Linked DNA regions of Oryctolagus cuniculus: region 1 is linked to region 2. A link is a contact called in public Hi-C data. All regions are on one chromosome and are shown on one strand. Each heading gives the region's core, a stretch centred on a gene start, on an enhancer-like site or on the middle of the called end of the contact. The rest is flanking DNA. Distances are from core to core; before and after follow the strand shown. Region 1 overlaps OPTC (opticin). Region 2 has its middle 15 kb from the start of BTG2.

The links. A called contact is a pair of places that touch in the nucleus more often than the background predicts.
Region 1: a Hi-C map of embryonic fibroblasts shows a contact between it and region 2, with 3 times the contacts expected there. The contact joins two enhancer-like sites. A contact is called at or near these places in 3 of 6 Hi-C or Micro-C datasets (ear pinna, embryonic fibroblasts and an unstated tissue).

The regions. Positions count from the first base shown.
Region 1 is chr13:19,181,916-19,187,937 of mOryCun1.1, forward strand. It overlaps OPTC (opticin), which reads left to right. Exons shown (of 8, transcript XM_051821142.2): 6 at 21-116; 7 at 277-472; 8 at 1,171-1,434. The coding sequence ends at 447. Among named protein-coding and RNA genes, the nearest start is that of OPTC, 11 kb to the left of the region's middle. Within about 2 kb of position 4,741, at least 1 of the 8 cell types and tissues checked has an H3K27ac peak or open chromatin away from gene starts, as enhancers often do.
Region 2 is chr13:19,047,098-19,052,677 of mOryCun1.1, forward strand. No RefSeq gene overlaps it. Among named protein-coding and RNA genes, the nearest start is that of BTG2, 15 kb to the left of the region's middle. Within about 2 kb of position 3,919, at least 8 of the 8 cell types and tissues checked have an H3K27ac peak or open chromatin away from gene starts, as enhancers often do.

The DNA of each region.
Region 1 (6,022 bases), core at 3,491-5,990, 140 kb after region 2:
GCTCTCTGCCTCCTCCACAGGCGCTGGAGAAGCTGCAGTTCCTCTACCTAGCAGACAACCTGCTGGATTCCGTGCCCGGGCCTCTGCCCCTGAGCCTGCGCTCTCTGCACCTGCAGGTGAGGAGCCGGCTCTGGGCTGTGAGAGCTGGGGCTTGGGCGGGTTTGGCGGCTGCTTTGGAGACTGGGGCTGGTGGGTCTTGCATGCGGGGGGGCGGGGCTTGCGGGGACAGCCAATGAGGGCGGAGCCTCCGGGCGGGGCTCGCTGTGCTCTTTCCAGAACAACGCCATAGCGACCCTGCGGGGAGACGAGTTCTGCGACGCGGAGGAGCACAGGCACACGCGGCGGCCGCTCGAGGACGTCCGCCTGGACGGCAACCCCGTCAACCTCAGCCTCTTCCCCGACGCCTACTTCTGCCTGCCGCGGCTGCCCACCGGCCGCATGGTCTAGCCCCGAGCCTGTGTAACCCGCCCGGGTAAGAGCGCTGGCGGATCCCCTGACCCCCATCTGCCCCCACCGAGGGCTCGGTGGAAGTCCAGGCCCCTGCGTCCGCACAGGGTCTTCGGGCTAGGCATTCGTCAACCTCTCCATCCTGTTGCAAAAATCCCTCCACCCCGCCACTCCCACACACGTGCACACATTTGCCTGTCTCCTTCAAACCCCCCGGCTCCCCAAGTTCCCAAATACTCTCGCTGTTCCCCAGGGAATGCCAGGAAAGAGGAAGAGGAGCAGGAGGAAGAGGAGTAAGGGACCCCAGGCTAGGGGAGGGGCAGGGAGGAGAAACACGGGCGTGCTGGAGCCAGGCACACAGGAACCAGGAGTAAGCTTTCTAGAAATTTCCAAGTCAGTTGTCAAACACGGCCATTATGAAAAATTGAGTTATATAACCTGGCAATTAAGATGTCATATTGAGAGCAAATGTAATAAAGACACAGCCAGCACTCACCACCTGCCAGCGGTGTGTCTAGGTCCTGCTATGCCCCGTGCTCTTGAGGGTACACGCCCCTGGGTGGTGTCTCTGTCCCGAGAGTCCCTGCCCAGCTCCCGCCTTGGGTGACATCACATCGATGGTTCGGCACTGGCCGAGGTGGGAGAATTTACACCATGGGAATGGGTGAACGCTGCCACTTGCTTAAGATGTGAAAGCTGGTGGTTAAATGGTTTCCAGCACAGCCCTGGGGAGAAAGAGGAGCTCCTAAAACTGGCCCTGGCGCCCCGCGGGGGCCTTCTGTAACCTCTGCTCTTCCGGGACAAGGCTGCCTGTGAGATTCCGGCTACAGATCATCCCGGAGACGACCCCCTGCAGTGCTGACTGATCCCCCTGGCTCCCTGACTCGCTGGCCATCGGGGTTCCAACCTTCCTACACGCTCCTGCCTGTTCAACCACCAGAGGGCAGCCTTGTGCAAAGAGAAATAAATAAATATAGCAATTACTCACCTGCGGCCTCTTGGGATCCTGGGCTGGGCCGGTGGAGCCGGAAGCATAGGAAGGATGACTGATACCCAGCCGACTTACTCCTTGAATTATCAGACAGGGGAGGGGCCCACTTCCCCTGTTTCCTTTTTCTTTTTCTAAAAATTTATTTATTTACTTGAAAAGCAGAGTTATATATATAAAGAGATCTTCCATCCACTGGTTCATGCTTCAAGTGGCCGCAACAACCAGGGCCAAAGCCAGGAGCCTGCAGCTTTTTCTGGGTCTCCCACATGGGTGCAGGGGCCCAGGGACATGGGCCGTCCTCTGCTGTTTGCCAGGTGCATCAGCAGGGAGCTGGGTCAGAAGTGGAGCAGCCAGGACTCGAACCGGCGCCCATATGGGATGCCAGCACTGCAGGCAGCATCTTAACCCACTGTGCCACAGTGCCAGCCCCTTCCCCTGCTGCTTCTGGGGAGACCCGGGCGAGGGGCAGGTCACGGCTGGGTGCTTGGCGTCGGGTGTTGATTGAAGGCAGTAAGGAGGCAGGGAGTTCCCTGTCTCCTGCAGCCAGGGCTCGGGGTGCCTGCCTGCCCTGTGCCAGACACGGTGTCACGTGCCGAGGGGCCGCGGTGCAGCAGAGATTCCTTCCTCTTCCTCGTGGCTGGAGCCTGGTGCAGGAGCAGCTGTCAGTCACACGAGTCTCCACAGGGTCCAGCTCGTGGCGAGAGCTGGAGAGGGGTGCACAGCACAGCGGGTGCTGAGGCTGACATTCACCCGGAACCCGGAGATGGAGTAGGAGTGCGCCAAGCAAGGAGTTGCCAAGGCAACCAGTTGAGGTCTCAAACGGTGCCCGAGTCGAGAGGGACAGGTGTTTTTGTGGCCCGCGTGCAGGGGAGCCCACTCAGGTACTTTGCCTGGAACCTCCCCCTGCGCATTAGATCCTCGTGATAGTCTTCCAAGCAGGGAAGTCAGAACTTCGCCTTTGATTAAGGGTTGATTCGGAAGGCAGAGTGACGGGAGGGAGGGAGGGAGGGAGGAAGACAGACAGACCCTGCTCACTCCCCAAATGGCCGCAACAGCCATGGCTGGACCAGGCCGAAGGCCGGAGCCAGGAACTCCATCCGGGTCTCTCATGTGCATGGCAAGGGCCCAAGTATCGGGGCCGTCAGCGAAGGCCTTCCCAGGCGCATCAGTAGGGGGCGCCACAAGCAGCCACTCGCCCACTGTGCCCCAGCATCGCCCCTTCTTTTTCAAGACTGACTTGTGCAAAAGGCAGAGGGAGAGAGGAGTTTGCTCCCGTTCTTCAGATGAGGAAGTTGAGAACCAGGGAAGAGAAGTCGCCCACCTGCTTGTGTAGCCGTCGAAGGCTCGGACCAGCGCTGCACACACAGGCTACAGATGAAGCGGGGAGTCTTGACAGCAGCGAGGGCGCCCAGGGCCATTGCTAGGGTGCCTGCCCTTTCACCTGGGGACCCAAGGCCCTGGGGACGGCAAGGGTGGCAGCAGCTGCTCGGCTCTCAGAACAGCGGTGCAGCCCTTGCTGGCTCCCGAGGAGTCTGTTAGAGCAGGAAGCAGGATCCTCTCCCTCTCTCCTCTCTCTCTCCTCTCTCTCATCCACCCGTCTCTCCTGCTTGCAGCCCTCACCCCCTCCCACGTCCTGCTTCGCTGGGTTATGACCACGAAAGCTGAAGGCCGCAAGGGCTCCAGCTCAGGAGGCCCTTGGTGGCAGGACTCCCGTGGGAAGCACCTCCAGGCAGCGCGTAGAGCGGAGGCTGCTGCAGGCCGGACGCCTGGGGTGCCCTGCGCCCGGTGCAGAAAGTCTCTGGCCTCGGCTCCGTAGTGGGGCAGGGGGACCAGCAATTCCGGGACTCCTGGAGTTTGCGACACTGAGACAGCGTTTTCACCGCCGTCAGCCCATTTCAGCCCGACAGGAACCCCAGACAGGGAGATGCCCACTGCGGGCCAAGTGCTGATGAGGGCAGAGCCAGGAGTCAAACCCAGGTCCGGGCCCTTTCTTCCCGCCACTGTGCTCCTGGGAGGGTTCCCCCCAAGGGCCGCTGCCTCTGCCAGTCTCCTGACGAACTCCCCAGTTTGGGCTTGGGAAGCCCGAGGAGTACACAGGCTTCCCTGAAGAATTTGTAAACAGAGCATCTGTCCCCGGCCCCAGGGAGGGAGCCTCAGCCACGACAGGGCGACAGGGCTGGGGCTCCCATCTCTCAGGGTGTCGGGGAGGTGGGGAGCAGTGACAACGGCAGGGGGCCGTGGAGAGGAGGAGGTGGGGGGCAGGGCTGGATGCCAGAGCGCCAGGCCTGAGACGGGAAGGGAGGGGTGCAGGGAGGGGGCCGGGGGGCCGCAGCTCTGCAGCCAGCCAAGTGCCAGCCCCGGCCTGGCGGAACACCTGCGTCCTCCCAGAGCCAGCCGAGTGCCAGCCTCGGTCATCCGGGCCTTTGGAGGCCCTTGCTCCACGCTCTGGGGTCTCCCGGTGGCCTTGCTGGCAGCCCCATAGGCAGCAGAGCGCCTCCCGCGGCAGGCACCCCAGGGCCTTCGGATGGGTCCTGGCCAGGAAGGCTGCCCTGGCCTGCTCTCAGAGGAAGGCAGAGGCTGCCCCTCCCCCGCCAGGAGGGACCCGGAGAGGCCCAGGGCCAGAGGGAGCTGGGGGGGGGTTGGTGTTTCCTCGCTGGGGCTTCCTTCCTGCCTCCTGCCAGTCCCCTCCTGGGACAGCAGCCTCTCCCCGTTGTGCTGTGGATCTGCACTTAAAGCTCCAAGCCTGCCTGTGCGTCTGAGGCCGGGGGGGGGGGGGGACGGCGAAGGCTGGGACCCAGCGGCGTTGGCCCACCTCGCCCCCTCAAGGAGTTCCTGCGAGGCAGGTGGGGAATCCCCAGCACCCCCTACACCCAAAGGGCCTTGCCGAACAGGCAGCGGGGAGGGCGTTTCCCAGGCTGGAAGGAGGGAGCCTCCCCTGGAGGAGCCCTGAGTCGAGTCGGGGCCTGTGTCCTCAGCAGGGAAACTGGGCTCAAGGACACGCGTCCCTGTCCCCCCCCACACGGGCTCCGTCTGAGGGAGGCAGACGGAGGTGGCACAGCCACCCGCCCCCTCCCCCACACCAGACACCGGCTCAGTCCTGCCTCTCCTCTCTGTCAAGGTCATCTCTCGGCCTGGCCGGCAGACTCCCCATCCCCATCTCCCAACCTCCCTCCTGTGTCAGCTGGACACGGGTCTCCGTGGGGAGGGGGTGCCTGCTCCTTCCCCCACAGCCCCGGGCATCCCCCTCCCCACACCCCGGCCTGCAGCCAAAGAAGCCCAGACATACACAGCACAGACACCTGCTCCTCTTCCTCCCTCTGCTCCCCTCCCCCAACCCTGTCTCCTCCGCATGCCCCAGGCCCAGGGCAAACAGCTTTAAGCCTCTTCCTGGCATCAGGTGCACGCCCAAGACACAGACGAGAGAGAGGAGAGGGTGGACGTGTTTCCAGCTGTAGCCCTTGCAGAGGACCTGGGGTTCGAGGGACTGAGCCCGGGAATGAGAGGCTGGAGACATGGGCGTGGCCCCCGTCCCTGGCTCTGCACAATCCTGAAAGACACCAGCCCAGGCCGGGCGTGCTCTGCACGCTGGGGAGGGGACGCATTACCCGGATGTGGGGGGGGTGTGCCCTGCACAGGAAGGAGACAACATGGTCTTGGGGGACTGGAGTCTCCCCCAGCAGCCGGGTACAGGGGGTGAAGTCACCCTGCCAGTGTCCATGCTGCGTCTTTGAAGGAGCCAGTCCTTGGTGAGGCCAGCAGAGGTTAGGGCAGGTGGGGAAGCTACCAGAAGCACGCGGGAGCCCCGAGGCCGCCTTTCCCCAGTGCAGGCCGGTGCTCCTCCCTGGTCTGAGCCACAGAGCTATGCCAGCTCCCTCAGTGAGATGCCGAGCCAGGCCATGAGCTGACTTGATCCCCGGGGGAGCTCCACGGAGAGGGGAAGGCCCCAGTGTGCAGCACGTGGGGCGGTGAAGCTCCTTGTCCAAGGTCATGGAGCAAGGAAGAGGCAGAATGCAATGCCAGTGGGGCTGCTGCCTGCAAAGCCCTCCTGGGTTGGACTGGGGCTGTGGTACCTGCTGACCCACAACCGGCCTCTCACCGCCTGCGGGAACCTTGCTCAGTGCACACCCCATACGCACAGTGCCAGGGCGGCGCGGGAGGTAGCCCCGCTCCAGACATCTCACCGCAAGTGGCCCCTTCTCCACCCTGCCGCTCCGAGTGTCCCCCAGGGGTGGCCCTGCACACCTGCACTTCTCCTTCCCACACTACCCCTCCCTTCCTGTCTATTGTCTCCAGCCCAGTTTCTTGGCTCCTGGGCTTCTGTTCCCCGATTTCTTTCCGCTTCTCTAACCTGGAGGACAATGGGCTCCTTCCTGCTTGTTGGTAAACAGAGGCACCGCCAGCCTGCGAGGGACTCGGTAGCTCCCCACGGACCTCTCTCTCCACGAACTCCGGCCCTCCCTGCTTCTCTCCTGCTCCCTCCCACCATGTGTGCACACTGCAGCTAGAGAGGCCAGCAGGTGCAGTGCCAGCCTCTCTGTCTCCATCGTCCCGAAGAGCCCGGAAGTGCCCACACCCCCTCCTGAC
Region 2 (5,580 bases), core at 2,669-5,168:
TAAACTGCCTTCTCTGGTGGCACCTCCCGAGGTGGGGGGGGGGGGTTACAGAGCAGAGACTGTGTCCCGGGATGAGACGGGCTAAGACGACAGGGCTGTCTGAACAGGGGGAGGGGAGGTCCATGTGGCTCAAGGCGGGCCTTGGAGGCCAGGGGCTGTGTCTGGGGTCTAGTATAGCCCTGGCTGCAAATGGCAGCCTGAAAGATGGCTTCACAGTTTTGAGTCTTCAGCCTTCCGTCCGTCCGGCAGGCAGGCAGCGGGTGTCCCTGAGTAAGAGCCGTCTTAGGTACACAGTACACAGACAGGTTCTTGCACAAAGCACGAGAGAACACGGGGGTTGGTCCTCAGGTGTTGCCAGTCCAGAGGAGGTGACCAGATATGTATAGCTGAAAGCACCGTACCTCGGACGCCTACTCCATGGGAATACATGCAAACAAATTGAATTATCCAGAACAATGCATTATACATCAGCAAGTGCTTGGATGGCTCTAGACTAATGGCAACTATCAAAGATGGGTGAGGCTGGCTTGAGCAAGGGTTGGGAAAGAGCTGTTTTGAGAAATGCCTCGGTAGCCGACATGTGTTACTCTCTTATGCCAGAGAGAAGAAACCCAAACCAGCCCTGAGCACCTGCACCTTGGCCAATGCAAACACCAGGAGGCCAGGTGGGCAGATGGAAGAGCAGGGCCTGAAGCCAACTAGCAGCACTCTGGGCACTGTTCCCTGGGCAGCCACTCTGCCCCCACCCAGCATCACTAACCAGCTCAGCCCTTCTGCAGAAAGAGAATGGGGTGGGGGAGACCAGCCCAGAGGATGCAGGCTGTGGCCTCGGAACCATGCCTTCTCTGCTCCTTAGGGGGTTTTAAGACATAGGGAATGCTTCCCTTTTGTTCTAAATGTATTGACGTCTCTTTGCACTTAACCAGAGTTTCCCTAATCCTCCTTACTCAGGCTGGACTGATGTTGGTAGGGAGCGAGGACCAAAACCCGAGGATCAGGAGGCTGGGGAGGAGGGGAGGCCCAACCTCTGCCCCACTGTGTACAAAAAGATCTTTGCTCTGCTCTCAGTTCCCCCTCGAGATAATAGCTGTGAAAGCCCATGGCCACCCCGGCCCCTGGGAGGCAGGTGTGGGTGCGGGGAGCAGACAGTGAAGCTGTTTTTGGGCACAAGCTCTCCTGCTCACAGCGCCCTGGATCCCAGACCGGCTTGCTGGGAGGTGGGGGTGGGGGTGTGCTGACCCCCAGTCTGCAGAGAGAAAACAGGCTCTCAGAGTCTAGAAAGGTCTGCCCAGAATGACAGGGCAAGCAGATGGAGAGCTGAGCCTGGCAGCCCGAGCCCCCCCACCCCAGCCCGCCTTTGGTCACCCAGCCCCAGGGTAGACTTTGACAGGATCCCATTCTGGAACAACTCCATTTCACCGCCTCACTGCCGAGCTGCCCCGCCCCCTGCACTTGGGTTTTCCACTGAACACTTCTTCAGAAGAGAAACAACGCTTGGTGGAGGTGGTTTGTTTTGTTTTTGCCTAGCAAAAGCCTCAAAGCCATGGCTCAGCTTTGCTGCCCCAAATTTTGCCATCTCCCTTCCCTGGGGGGCCCAGGCTCTGCAAGGAGCTGCCCAGAAGCTGCGGCTCGTGCTGAGCTAGAGCTGCCCCGGGAGGGAGGACAGATGGGCCGGCTGGCCCCAGCTCCGCCACTTTCAACAGACTTTTTGTTCCCCAGCCAAACCTCCAGCGTCAGCTCCCCTCTCACCTCCTGCTCCCCAACAGCCCACCCCTCCCCCATGCCATCTTTGGGCCGGCTGGGAGGGGCCGCTGGGCTCTCCTTTATGGCTGGGAGTAGGATGAAAGGAGGCTTGCAACTGGTGCGGGCAACTGTTGCCATCTGCCTGGTGGGACGTCACCAGGGAGGGTCCTGCCCATTCACTCCTTCACGCACCGCTGGGCTCGGGCCTTTTGTCTGGTTAGCTGGGGAGGGGACTGCTGGGGGGGGGCAGGGGATGGAGGCCAGGGTGAGAGAAGCCGCTTCTTTGTGTCTGGACCAAACGTGCAGGGACTCACCGGGATAATTTGCATGTGAGGCTGTCTAAGCCCCAAGCCACTCAGGTGGCTGACAACCTCACCCTCTGTCACCACCCCTCCAGACCCCACTTGCCAAGCAACTACCCCCCCCCAGGTCAGAGGGCGTGGCCCCAGCTCCTCCACACGGAGCGGGAGCTGGCAAGGTCCCCTTGGTCACCCTCAGTCCCTTTCCCAGTGGGAGATGCATCTGATGTACACCCACCCCCAGCCTGAAGAGCTGACATCCACAGCCTTACTTCCTCCCCACCCCCACCAGCCCCTTACAGTCCTCCTGTTTTGTTTGTTTTCTTCTCCAGTCTAAGCCTAGCCCGCCCAGGGGCCATTGCGCCTGCCCACCGGCAGCTGGGCAGGACAAGAAAGGCGCTTAATGGAGGCAGTGGGGCTGGCAGCCCTGCAGCCCAGCTCCTGGCCTTTCAATGCCTCCCCGGGCCAGGGCTGGGGACCCATCAGGGGAGGGGGGGGGAGGCTCATGGGCATTTAATTATTTAAAGGTCTCAATAAAAGGAGCCGGGTCTCTGGGGAAAGGGGAGGCCAGGCAGATGGTGCGCCCCGGGAGCTGGAGGCCTGGTGTGGGTGCGGGATGGGTTAGAGGAGGGGAAAGGAAGAGGAAGTGAGAAAGAGCAGTGACCACCCCTCGCAGTCTGAGACCAGAGCGCCTTGCCCACCACTGCCGGCTTCAAACTGGGGTCTGCCCTGAGCCAGATCCATTTTGGAACTGAATAGCCAGCATGTGAGGTTAGGGGGTGGTCGCCCCTTCACCTGTCTGCTGGCAAGCAGGGTTGCTCCAGACTGGCTCCAGCCCCCCAAGGACCGGGTAGAAGTCTGGGGGCGGGTGGGGGGGGCACTCTGGCTCCGCTTTCCTGTATTGTCACAGACATTTGCTGGTTCATCTGGTGGTCTCCAGCAGCCCCGCCCCCACCGCCCGGCCAAGGTCGCAGTCGAGGGGCCTGCCCTGTCTCAGAAGGCAACCTCCCAGCCCCTCTGAGAGCTAAAGGAGGCCCGCACCTGGGAGAACAGGCAAACGGGGTCCCCAGGTAGCCAGAACCCGGGGTGCGAATCCGGCTGCACCAGCTGTGTCCTTGCCAGCTCTCAGCGGTCTCGCCTTTAACATGAGGGTGAAGGGGGTCCCGTGCCCGAGTCCCAGAAGGCAACAGCAAATGTCACTCACTACTAATATTCCTGCCACTACTGGGCACTGAGGTAGGCGGCCCAGGACACCGCGACAGACACCCCGGGTTTGGGGACCAGGCCAGAGGGGAATTCTGCGCGGGGCAAGTTTGCGCACCCAACTTCCTCCCTGTGTAACCGAGCCCTGCGCCCACGAGAACCACGGGGTCCGGTTCGGGCGACCCCGTTCCCCGCTGCCTCCCTCTTCCGCCTCCACCAGGCTGAGCCCCCAGCTCAGCGCCGACCCCTCCCACCCCCACCCCCGATCCCTGGGGTCTCCCGCTTGCTGTGCTCTTTCCACCCCCAAGAACCGGCCCAAGGGGACCCCGCCGGGGCTCACGGCGCCGGGCACGCTTCCGCCTGGACTTCCCGAACCGTCCAGCGGGGGCAGCGCCACCCAGCCCCGCACGGTGGCGGCCAGGGAGACGACCCGGCCGCGGGGAGGAGCTGGCTCGGGCGGACGCGAAGGCAGGCAGGTGTCGGGCTCCCGCCCTCCCCGAGGCGCACCCACACGTCCGCCCACGTCGCCCAGCTCCCAGCCAGCAGCCGGCCGCGACCTCCCGGCGCCCGGGCAAGTGCAGGCGAGTTCGCTCCGCCCTCCTGGCCACGGCGGCCGCGCTGCTCCCCGGCAACAAGCTGCTGATTGGCTGTCCTGGGGGCCGAGCGGGCCAATCATAGATCCTCCTGGCAAGGCCGCTTTTGACGAAGGAGAATTAAAAAAAGAGGGGGAGCGTGTCGCAGGGCAGGAGGTGCCCCGGGGGTTTCCGGGAGCAGCGGCGCGCGGGGGCCGTGGGGCGGGCGCAGGCGCCGGCCGAGGCGGGGCGGCTGCTGGGCTCCCACCTGCTGCCTGGGCACCTCGGGGTCGCTACCCGGCCGTGGCGGAGCCGCCTGGGGACTCCGGGCTCTGAACCGGCAGCCCCCGCCGGGACCCTCTCCAGTCTCTGCGCCCTGGGCGCTTCTTCCCCTAGCGCCTCTGCGACTTCGTGCGGCAGAGCCCGAAGCCAGCGACCTCTGTAAAAGGCAGGCTCCCGACTCACCGCGTCCCTGACCCCGCACACCCGAGCAGAGACTGCCGCGCACGGAGTGGAGGTGACCGCCTGCGAGCCTGGTGGCCGGGGCTGGACCCCAGGCCGTGGTGCGTCGGGCAGTTAACCCCTCTGAGCCCCAGCGCCCTCCTGTGAAAACCCCTAGTGATGAAGCAGTGCCTGCCTCCTAGCACTCTGGTGACGTCACTTGAGGTAGCAATAACAAAGGCGTCTTCATCAGGGGCTGGGGGGAGCCCTGGTTCCAGGGACTTCGATGCCGTCTAGAAAAGTAGTGCAGAGCGCAGATAAAGCCCTGGGACTGACCCTGCGTGCAGCTCGCCCCCGGGAGAGATCTCAGCTACTCAGGATTCCTCGGCTCCTCCGACTTTTCTTCCAGTTCCTCCCTCCAAAGCTTTCGGACAGTAGCCCCTGGGGCTCAGCATCGTTCCCATTTTAATAGGGTTCAACCTTTGTCGTGGGCTCCTGGAGTGTCCTACTTGACTTCCCAAATACCTACGTTTTAAAAGTTGTATTTATTTATCTGAAAGGTAGCGTGGCAGAGAGGGGATGGCGGAGAGAAGGAGGGAGGGAGGGAGGGAGAGAGAGAGAGAGAGAGCGAGCGCTCCCATCCCCTGGTTCACTTCCAAATGCCCACAACAGCCAGGACTGGGTCAGGCCAAAGCCGGGAGCCAGGAACTCCATCCAGATCTCCCACATGGATGGCAGGGCCCCCCCTGCTTGGGTCATCATCTGTGGCCTCCCGGGTGATTGGAAGAGAACTGGGTTGGAAGACAGCACCGCAGGATGGAATACAGGGGTCCACCCCTGCTGGGCCACAGGCCTGTCCCCGCCATAGGCCTGGGCTGACACCTAGGTGTGCTTGTAGCTTTCCCCACCCACCTCCCAATCCCTTCTTGTCAGCGGGAGACTCCCCCTTCTGCATCCCCTGGCCCGGGGCCCTTCCAGCCTCCTGAACCCTGGTGACCCTGCACACACACACACACACACACACACACCCAGGGGCTCCGTGGGTGTCAGTGTGGGCCTCTGCTGATGTGTCTGAGCCACTTCCGGGGCCGGGGGGCAGGGGCACTCAGCCTTGGAGTGAGCCTCAAGGGGAAGCCTGCAGACATGGATTTCAGTATTGAGTCTGTGTCTCTAGGGGCAAGTCAGTTAAAAAGGCTAGGTCTCAGTTACCCTGTCTGTTAAGTGGGCTGAATCCTACTCATCTCCTTACTGCATGGATACTTTTTTTTTTTTTGACAGGCAGAGTTAGACAGTGAGAGAGAGAGAGATATGAGAGAAAGGTC